Regions from separate parts of the Mus musculus genome. Here all the other regions are linked to region 2. Evidence: chromatin contacts called from public promoter capture Hi-C data. All regions are on one chromosome and are shown on one strand. The core of a region is the stretch at or near the end of the contact, and the rest is flanking DNA. Distances in the headings are between cores, read along the strand shown.

The links. Promoter capture Hi-C pulls out the DNA fragments that hold promoters and counts their contacts.
Region 1: a contact with region 2 is called in a promoter capture Hi-C map of neutrophils, with 3 times the contacts expected there. The contact joins the enhancer-like site here to the promoter of Stoml2 in region 2. A contact is called at or near these places in 4 of 39 promoter capture datasets (HPC-7-derived erythroid cells, cranial neural crest, liver and 1 more), 1 of 484 Hi-C or Micro-C datasets (CD4 T cells), 3 of 115 datasets of contacts at active chromatin or transcription factors (pancreatic cancer cells, stem cell-derived neural progenitor cells and thymic regulatory T cells) and 2 of 9 other capture datasets (adipose tissue and liver).
Region 3: a contact with region 2 is called in a promoter capture Hi-C map of pre-B cells, with 5 times the contacts expected there. The contact joins the promoter of Ubap2 here to the promoter of Stoml2 in region 2. A contact is called at or near these places in 2 of 39 promoter capture datasets (cranial neural crest and pre-B cells), 1 of 484 Hi-C or Micro-C datasets (B cells) and 1 of 115 datasets of contacts at active chromatin or transcription factors (embryonic stem cells).

The regions. Positions count from the first base shown.
Region 1 is chr4:44,153,398-44,156,407 of GRCm38.p6, forward strand. All of the region lies in intron 2 of Rnf38 (ring finger protein 38), which reads right to left. Among named protein-coding and RNA genes, the nearest start is that of Mir5106, 66 kb to the right of the region's middle. Within about 2 kb of position 1,689, at least 50 of the 459 cell types and tissues checked have an H3K27ac peak or open chromatin away from gene starts, as enhancers often do. A contact at or near this core is called in pancreatic cancer cells, where this site is marked.
Region 2 is chr4:43,029,871-43,032,662 of GRCm38.p6, forward strand. Stoml2 (stomatin (Epb7.2)-like 2) reads right to left here and starts at 1,514. Exons shown (of 10, transcript NM_023231.2): 1 at 1,459-1,514; 2 at 1,101-1,238; 3 at 566-665; 4 at 370-428; 5 at 179-280; 6 at 1-34. The coding sequence starts at 1,503. It overlaps Fam214b (family with sequence similarity 214, member B), which reads right to left. Exons shown (of 9, transcript NM_001253353.1): 9 at 2,544-2,792.
Region 3 is chr4:41,273,693-41,276,410 of GRCm38.p6, forward strand. Ubap2 (ubiquitin-associated protein 2) reads right to left here and starts at 1,443. Exons shown (of 29, transcript NM_026872.1): 1 at 1,348-1,443.

The DNA of each region.
Region 1 (3,010 bases), core at 439-2,938, 1.1 Mb after region 2:
TCATCAAAACTGCAAAAATCCCAAATTAACTGAAAATCTGACAGGTTACACTTTGTTGGAAAGACTGTTCCTATTTCTACACTATCTAATCTACACCCCCAAGTTTTAATTATTAGTCATTAGAATACTTTTAATTGATTTACAAAATAATTGATATTTGTTGTGAACACACACAATAAGTTTACATTTATTTTTATTTTATGCTTGGTGTTATGCTTGCATGTCTGTGCACCATGTGTCTCCAACGCCTCTGAAGACTAGGAGGATATCAGATCCTCTGGAACTAGAGTTACAAATGGTTATCAGCCATACAGCGGGCTAGAACCCGAACCTCAGTCCAATGCAAACCCACCAAGTACTTTGACCAGGTAAGCCGCCGTACTAGCACCAACAATGTCCTATTTTTAAGAAGACAAGCACAGAAAACAACTGATTTTAGGAACAAAGCAAACCGATAAATGGAGCTGAACCTAGAGTGTAATTCCAGAACTTGGGAGAGAAAGGCCAGAAGATTGGTAATCTGAGGTCATCCTTGGTTAACATAGTGAGTTCAAGGCCAGCTTATGCTACATGAGACCCGGTCTCTTAAATTTAAAAAAAAAAAAAAAAAAAAAAAAAAGCCGGGCAGTGGCTTAATCCCAGCACTCGGGAGGCAGAGGCAGGCGGATTTCTGAGTTCAGAGGCCAGCCTGGTCTACAGAGTGAGTTCCAGGACAGCCAGGGCTATACAGAGAAAACAAACCAAACCAAACCAAACCAAACCAACAAACAAACAAAAAACAAAAAAACAAAAACCTAAATGGTTACATTTGATATTTCAAAATGATTTAGCAAAATATGACCTAACCTATATTCTCTTAATGGTATTATTTAAATATACTTGTTTTTAACTCCTTTAATAAGAAAGCCCGGCTTTATAATGAGATTCCCCAAACTTTAAGAGCACCAGCACACATGCACGCATGCACACGTATGTACATATATCATGTACATGCAGAAAAGCAAGAAAATTACTTCCAAGTAGCCCAGACAAGCCTTCAACTTGTTCTATAGGGAAGAATAACTTTGAACTTCTAATCCTCCTCCTTCCTTGTTCTGAGTGTGGGATTACAGGCATGTTTATGTTGTATTCTATTACATACTTTTTTGTTTTTGAAGACAGTAGCCCAGGCCGGCCTTGAATTCAGAGATCTACCCACTTCTACCTTCTAAACACTGGAATTAAAAAGGTGTGCCCCACCTACCTAATATGAATTGCTACTTCTGATGTAAGATTCCCAGTGACACTTGGTGCTACTAGAACCAAACTCAGAAAACGACTGAATTATTAGATGGGCCTGTCTTTTCGAAAAAATTTGTTTTGAATTCTCAGGGGGTAATTCTTTTCTATAACGTTGGGCTAAGTTTTCAACCTACCAGATGTTGACAATTTAAGTGTGTAAAATGTTAAAACCTACAGCTACTACCTCTACTATCCAGAGTGGTGCAGCCTGGGAATCAAGGGTGGAAAGGAGGCAGGAAGGTGTGTAGCAGGTTCCAGCTTCTATCTGATGACTAAAACGTGCCTGGCTTTAGAAACCACTGAACGTTTTGAGGACTACATTCCCAAAGAAGGAAGGAACTGGCTTATGTTGAGAGGTGTAAAGGTTCATCTAAACTAACACGATGGGATAGAGCCACGCCCATGAGCATGTCTGAGAAGTTTCTAGATAAGGTTAACTGAGGCAAGAAGATCAAGTCTTAATACAATGCCTGGGGTTTTGGACTGAACCAAAGAAAGAAGCTGAGCAACTCTGCTTTTTTAAATGGGAGGGGTAGGGAGGAGATGGCATGGTGAGACCCCATTGCCTCCCATCCCCACTGCCATGATGAACCATAACTCAAAATGGGAGTCTACAGAGCTCTCTCCACAAAAAGCACATAAAAAAAGCAAAGCTAATCCCAGCATTGGGGGACAGACAGACAGCAGGGTGTCTGGCCAGCCAGTGTAATCTACTATGAGAAGATCTAGGCCAGTAAGACCCTATCTCAAAAGACAAGGTACAAGAAGGTTGACCTCTGCACCAACACAAGGAAAACAAGAACAAAGCACAGATACTTAACAGAGTGACACAACTGGTCACCAAAGTTCATAAATGACAAAAGCTTTTGTTCACTAACACTGGTGATAGGCTAGGGCAGAGGTTCTCAACCTGTGGGGGTCTATCAACCATTCACAGGGTTGGCTACCAGATATTTACATTATGATTCCTAACAATAGCAAAATTACAGTTAAGAAGTAGCAGTGAAATTAAGGGTCACAACATTGGGAAGAATCTATTTACTAATTAGATATAGCCCAATATATATAGTAAAGTGTTTGCCTTACAAGCTTAGGAGCTGGGTCTGAGCCCCAGAATCACTTTAGGCAGGGAGGTATGGTTGTGTTAGGAGGGCAAAGGCAGGTGGATCTTTGGGGGGCCCTGCCAACCTAGCTGCCTTGTCTCCACGCTAGTGAAAACTATCAGAAACAAGAGTAAGGATAAAGAACAATACTTTCTCTGCTACGACTGTCCTAACAATGAGCCATATGTCAAACTCCATATGTAAACGTTAACAATATAAATAGTTACTTTATGCCTAAAGGAAAGCTACGGGGAGCGGAGTTCTTGGAAAATGGAAACCTCACCTAGGAAACAGAGGGTGTTTTGAGAAAGGAGAAAAAAACAAAAAGGTTGAGCCTGGCAGCAGAGACCTGTTATACCAGCTGAACATAGCAAGTCCTTGGCTCAAAATTTTAACAAATTATTATTAAAAAAAAAAACCCAACAAATCAGTAAGTTAATTTGTAAGCAAATTAAATGAATAAATGGCTGGAGAGATGGCTTGGCATTTAAGAGCACATACTGCTCTTGGAGCCCATTATTCATATAGGTGGCTCTCAGGGTCTATTGCCCATGTTCTAGCTCCAGGGGTGGGCACACACATATACATGCCCACACACATATACATGCCCACACACATGCACACAA
Region 2 (2,792 bases), core at 264-2,763:
CATCCACAATGTTGGCATTCAGGGACTCACGCTCCTAGATGAACAGAACTTGTGAGCAGCACAAGTCAGTGTCTCTATCAAAAGCCTAAACTGGGAAGGCCCCTGGCTAACCTTGCTCCCCAGGAAAGAGTCAACAGTTTATGCACTTAAGCCCTTACTCCAGCCCAGATCCGCTTACCCGAAAAACTTTGTCCAGAGAGAGTTTGCCAAGCTCTGATCTCATAGTCGTCTGAGCTAACTGGGTGACAGCATACTCTGGGTCTTCCACACCGTAACTTGCCTGAAAGGGCAGGTATAGGATCAGAACTGAAGATGCAGGATTTTAAGGAAGAGGCAGTTCAGAAAACTAGATAAACCCAGGGCAGATACCTTGTAAGGATCCATGATGCGCAGATAAAGGACTCCATCTATTTGTAGTGTTACATTGTCTGCAGGAGCAAACAGAAGAGAAAAAAACTGTCGGTCAGACCTCTAAGTCCCAACCAGCTCTTTCTCCTAAGCCCTGGATCTATAGCAACCACATCCTAGCGCACTTAGCACATCCCTGTCACCCCATCGCTCTCACCAAGAGTTACGGCTGACTGCTCAGGCACGTTGATAACAATTTCCTTGAGACTCTGCACATACCGGATTCGGTCTAACACGGGGATCAGGACGTTCAGGCCCTGAGAAGAGGAGCCATAGATTCTCAGAAGGGTGAGGCTAGTAAACTTGAACTCTAAGCTAAGTCTGGAGTAAGTAGTAAGTCACGTATAAACATAGAGAAGCAATCCCTCCTATCATGGCCTCAAAGGCTGGGGTGTCACTGGTAGGGAAACCTAAGAGTACAAAAAGATAAGACTAGGCTTATGAATGTCAAGAATGGAAGCCAGCAAGAGCTGCTGCCTTTAGAGTATGGTAGCTCCAGGAATGAAGCCTATGGGTCACTAGGGTATTAGGAAAGCGGGGAAACACGGAGGTGGTGTTCAGGAGACTGGGCTCTGCTAGAACTGGTCCTCGCAGGTTAGAAGTGCAGACAGGCCCCGACGGAAGTCCCACTTCCACACGAGTAAACGATCAGACGATCTGGCTGGCTGAGGGCGGGCAAGAGAGGTTCTCACCGGTTCCAGGATCCGGTGGAATCGGCCCATTCGCTCCACCACCCAGGCCTCCTGCTGAGGCACAAACAGGATCACGGTGTTTCGGGGCAGTCCAGAGGAGGCGCGGCGCGGAACGCGGCCAGAAGCCTGCACCGAGCCCTGAAGGAAGACGAGAGTAGGCTGGGGACCAGGCGCGGATCCCTAAATCCCTCTCCCTAGATCTCGACACCCCCCCCAAGGGTCCCCGGAGAGTGATTCACGTGGGGACCATGACCTGTGACCACAGTCCTTCCCCCAAAGTTAGAAGCCCACTCCTTCCCAGCTCAAGACCCAGGTGATGTCGGTCCCGAGCCTCTGGTGAAGGTTGCCTCGCTCTCACCCTCAGCAAAAGGGCTCCAGTGCCCCGCGCCGCGCGCGCCAGCATTTCCCACAGCCTCGGCGACCTCCGGAACCAACGAGAGGTGGGGCAGAGCGGCCTCTTGTGAAGCCTGAACCCGAGCCCTTCCTTCAGCTGGTCCACTCCGCCCGACGTACTTCCGGCGTATTAGTCCACCCTCCCATCCCCACTAGTCGGCGTCCGTCAAATCGTTCCCTGGGAAACGTAGGCTTTGAAGAGAGAGCCCGAGAGTGCAAGTTTGTTCTGGTTCTCAAAAACTACGAAGCTCCTGGGCATTGTGGTAGAAATTGAGGCAATATTCCGTCCGCAAGTGGTACAGGAACACCGCCCACCAAATTCTGTACCCACAGCCGTGACTCAGTTTACCCTCCAGCTCGTGTATAACTGTCCTAATCTGTCACCATAACGACAATGGATTGGATTGGCGCTCAGTAGTTGCCCGTGGTTGCCATAGTGACATTCTTGGGTAGTCATGCTGTTGTGCCCAGCTCTCCCACTGGGGACTGACCCCATTCCCGTTGTCATGGTAACTAGGAGGCCTAACTTTACCTTAGGACTGGGCGGAGATTTCTCCCTTCCCTCTTTTCCCAAGGCATCAACAGCTCTTTTTCATATTTTTTTCTGAGCCAGAAACGGTCAGGCATGATCCCCTTACATACAGAGGGAAACAAAGAGCCTCAGCCTTTCATTTTTGTCTGAAACACATCAACCTTGCTCAGGTCTCTGACACTCTCTCAAATACAAGCTTTAAGAGGCCTGTATCCCCCCTCATCTCCTTCTTCTCATTCTCCTCCTCCTCCTTCATTTTACATATACAGACACTGAGGTTCTGATGGGGCTAAACTACAGAATCAGTGTAAGAATCCAGATTCTCAGAGTTTAGCCTCTGTAGCTTCACTTTACCCACCCAGCCCCCAGCACCTTATACAAAAAGGACTAAGACTATGGTCCAAGACTCAGCTCATCCCAGCCTAAGATCTCATGGGTTTGAGCTTGTTGCCAGAATTCCAGCTCCCTTTAGGCCCCACATCTCCATCCTCTTGAACACAAAAAAAAGTAGAGGTTAGTTCAAGTTTCCAAACAAGAATTTATTCTTTTTTTTTTCCTTAAAAAATGTACCAGGTACAATTTTTCCCATTTTTTTGTTTGTTTGTTTTGTTTTTCAAGTTTCAGCAAATGCTTGTTCCCCTCAGCCAAGCCCCAAGAGTTAAGGGTTGAGGCTGGGTCAGAGTCTTAAGTGAGGAGTGGAGTAACTGGGAACCATGTGACTGAATGAGGGGCACCCCTCATCCCAGCTGAGGTAGGTGGGTCAGAGT
Region 3 (2,718 bases), core at 193-2,692, 1.8 Mb before region 2:
GTGTTTGACTGTAATCCATGCAAACTGAAATCCCAGCATAGAAAGACTGAAGCAAGAGGTGCATGGTGACTCATGCCTTTAATCCCAGTGCTTGGGAGGCTGATGCAGGTGGATCTCTATGGGTGCAAGGCCAGCCTGGTCTACAAAGCAAGTGGGGGACAGCCAAGGTTGTAACATGAAGAAACCCTGTAAAAACTATCGAGCGAGCGAGCGAGCTAGAGAGACTGAGACAAGAGGCTCTCAAGTTAAAAGCCAGCCTTGGCTAGGTAGTGCAACCCTCTCTCAAAAACGCCCTCCCAAAAAAAGGCATGCTCTTCAAATAAATGATCTCTGGGTACCTCATAGAATCACCTAAAAGCTCCAATTGTTACTGTACACAATTGCTGGAGAAAAGTAAAGAGTAGGCAGACTATGCACCTTGGAAATAAAGTAGAAAGGCGTATTAGTGGTAGTAAACTACGAGATTATGTTAAAGCAAAAAACTGCAGGAAGACTTCCAAGACCAACCCAAAGAGAAAACACGAATCCTAAGTGGTGACAGTTGACATGCCTGGGTAACTAAACCTGAAAATGCAGGGGGGAAGGTGGGAGAGCTGACTATGCCTGGGTAACTAAACCTGAAAATGCAGGGGGGAAGGTGGGAGAGCTGACTAGGAAAACTGAGCTGGAACGCACCAGGCTAAAGAATTTGTTTGAATTTCTAACAACGCTTTACAGTTCACAAGCACTCTTACCTCACCTTAAAGAATAAATAAACTATGACACCACCAGACTTCAATAGGGCATGAAGAGGAAACTCACAGAGTTTCAACTAACACCAAAGACCACAGTAATGAAAAGTAGTAAAATTGAACTATGCCTTCAGATTAAGTGGGGAGAGACTAGAGCGCAGAAGTTGGGCACTAAGACCAGTCCCAGGACAGGCGCCAGACTAGAAAGCTGAAAGGTGGTCCGGATGGGGCGACAGCGTGGCGGAGGAGCTCCTGCCAACGTGCAGGGACCGAGGTGGGAGAGAAAACCACACCCTCCAGGATAAAAACCCAAAGGGGGGGGAGGGGAAGGCGCCCCCTGGGGCTGGGTGGGGCCGGCCAACTAGGATGGGGGGTGGGGGGTGGAGCAGGAAGCACAGGGCAACCTGAGCGGGAGAGGAAAGAGAGTGCTCAGGCCTGGACACACTACGGAAACATGAAGCCAGCGAGGGAAGCTCGGCCCGATCCACCCGAGTAGACGCTGGGGCATCCCAAAGGGGGCTGGGAGTTCAGAAGACCTTAGCCCAGGTCCAGAAAGCATACACTGCAAGGTTCAGGGCCCTGGGAGGCAGGATGAAGGGGACCGGGTGACAATTACCGCTGCTGCTCTCGTTGGACTCGGGACCCGCCGCCGCCGCCGCTCGTTACCTGCCAATGTGCCTCTTACAAAGCGGCGGCGGCGGCAGAGGCGGCCCTGCCCGTCACGTGATCCCTACGTCACGGGAGAGGGTGGAGCCAGTACTTGAAGATTGAACGGGGTTACCCGGCTGGCTAACACAGCTCTGGGAGCTGAGCGAGAGGAACTATGTGGAGGCGGCGGAGATGGTGACATTGCTTGTGGTCAGAATTTCAGGGTCGTACTATCCGCCGCCTATAGAGAACCCACTATTAAAGCGTGCGGTCGCGCTATGATGACCTCAGAAACACTGCAAGATGCTCGATGCGTGCGGCTCTTTCGTCACGTGACATGGTGCAGCCACTCAAAGCAAGCCTGGCTTCTAGACGTTTTGAGGGCGAACTACAACTCCCAGAGTGCTGCGCGGCAAAGGCACTCTCTACGACCGCCTTTTCTCAGCGTGCTCCTAAGTACAACTCCTGATTCTGACTTATTCGAGCATCTTATGGCTAGCTTCCGAGTTAGTACCAATGGGTGCCACCTGCCAAGCGAACCAGCGTGGTTCCTGCTGGGAGGTGTAGTTCTGGCGGAGAGTGGGTCTAGCTCCCACGTTGCGAGGCTGGCGCTCCGCCCTGCCCTCTGCGCGGGAAAACGCCAACCGCCAGCTGCTGAGCCAGACACCCAGAACGTCCTCGGCTGAAGGCCACGAGACTTCAATGTAGTCAAATGTGGACTGCTTTCTGCATTCCCAACTCTCTTCTGCAGGAAACAACTACCATTCCTTGAACGCCAACGGGATGTTAGAGGTGTTCTAGCCCAAAAGGCTACTAGTATCGGACCGGTTTTGCAAATAGGAAAGGAAAAGTTATTTTCTGGCATAAGAAACCTAAATCAGGTTTTCCTTGTTGAGAAGTTACCTGATCCACCTCTTAGTAAAGATGTTAACCTCAGGAGATTAAGCAAAAGTAATGGAGTTTTGTTGTTTTTTGATTTTTTGAGACAGGGCTTCCCTGTTTTGGAACTTGCTTTGTAGACCATACTGGCCTCAAACTCACAGAGTGCTGGGAGTAAAGGCACGTGACACCACAGGCCGACTCAAATAAAGATTAATCACTAGCATATCTTTAAAAAATAAATAAATAGATAGATGTTGCGCTGGAGAGATGGCTCAGTGGTTAAGAGCACTGACTTCTCTTCCAGAGGTCCTGAGTTCAATTCCCCGCAACCACACGGTGGCTCACAACCATCTGTAATGGGATCCAATGACCTCTTCTGGGGTGTCTGAAGACAGCACAGTGTACTCACATACATTAAATAAATAATTTTTTTTTAGATGTTTAAAACACTTTAACT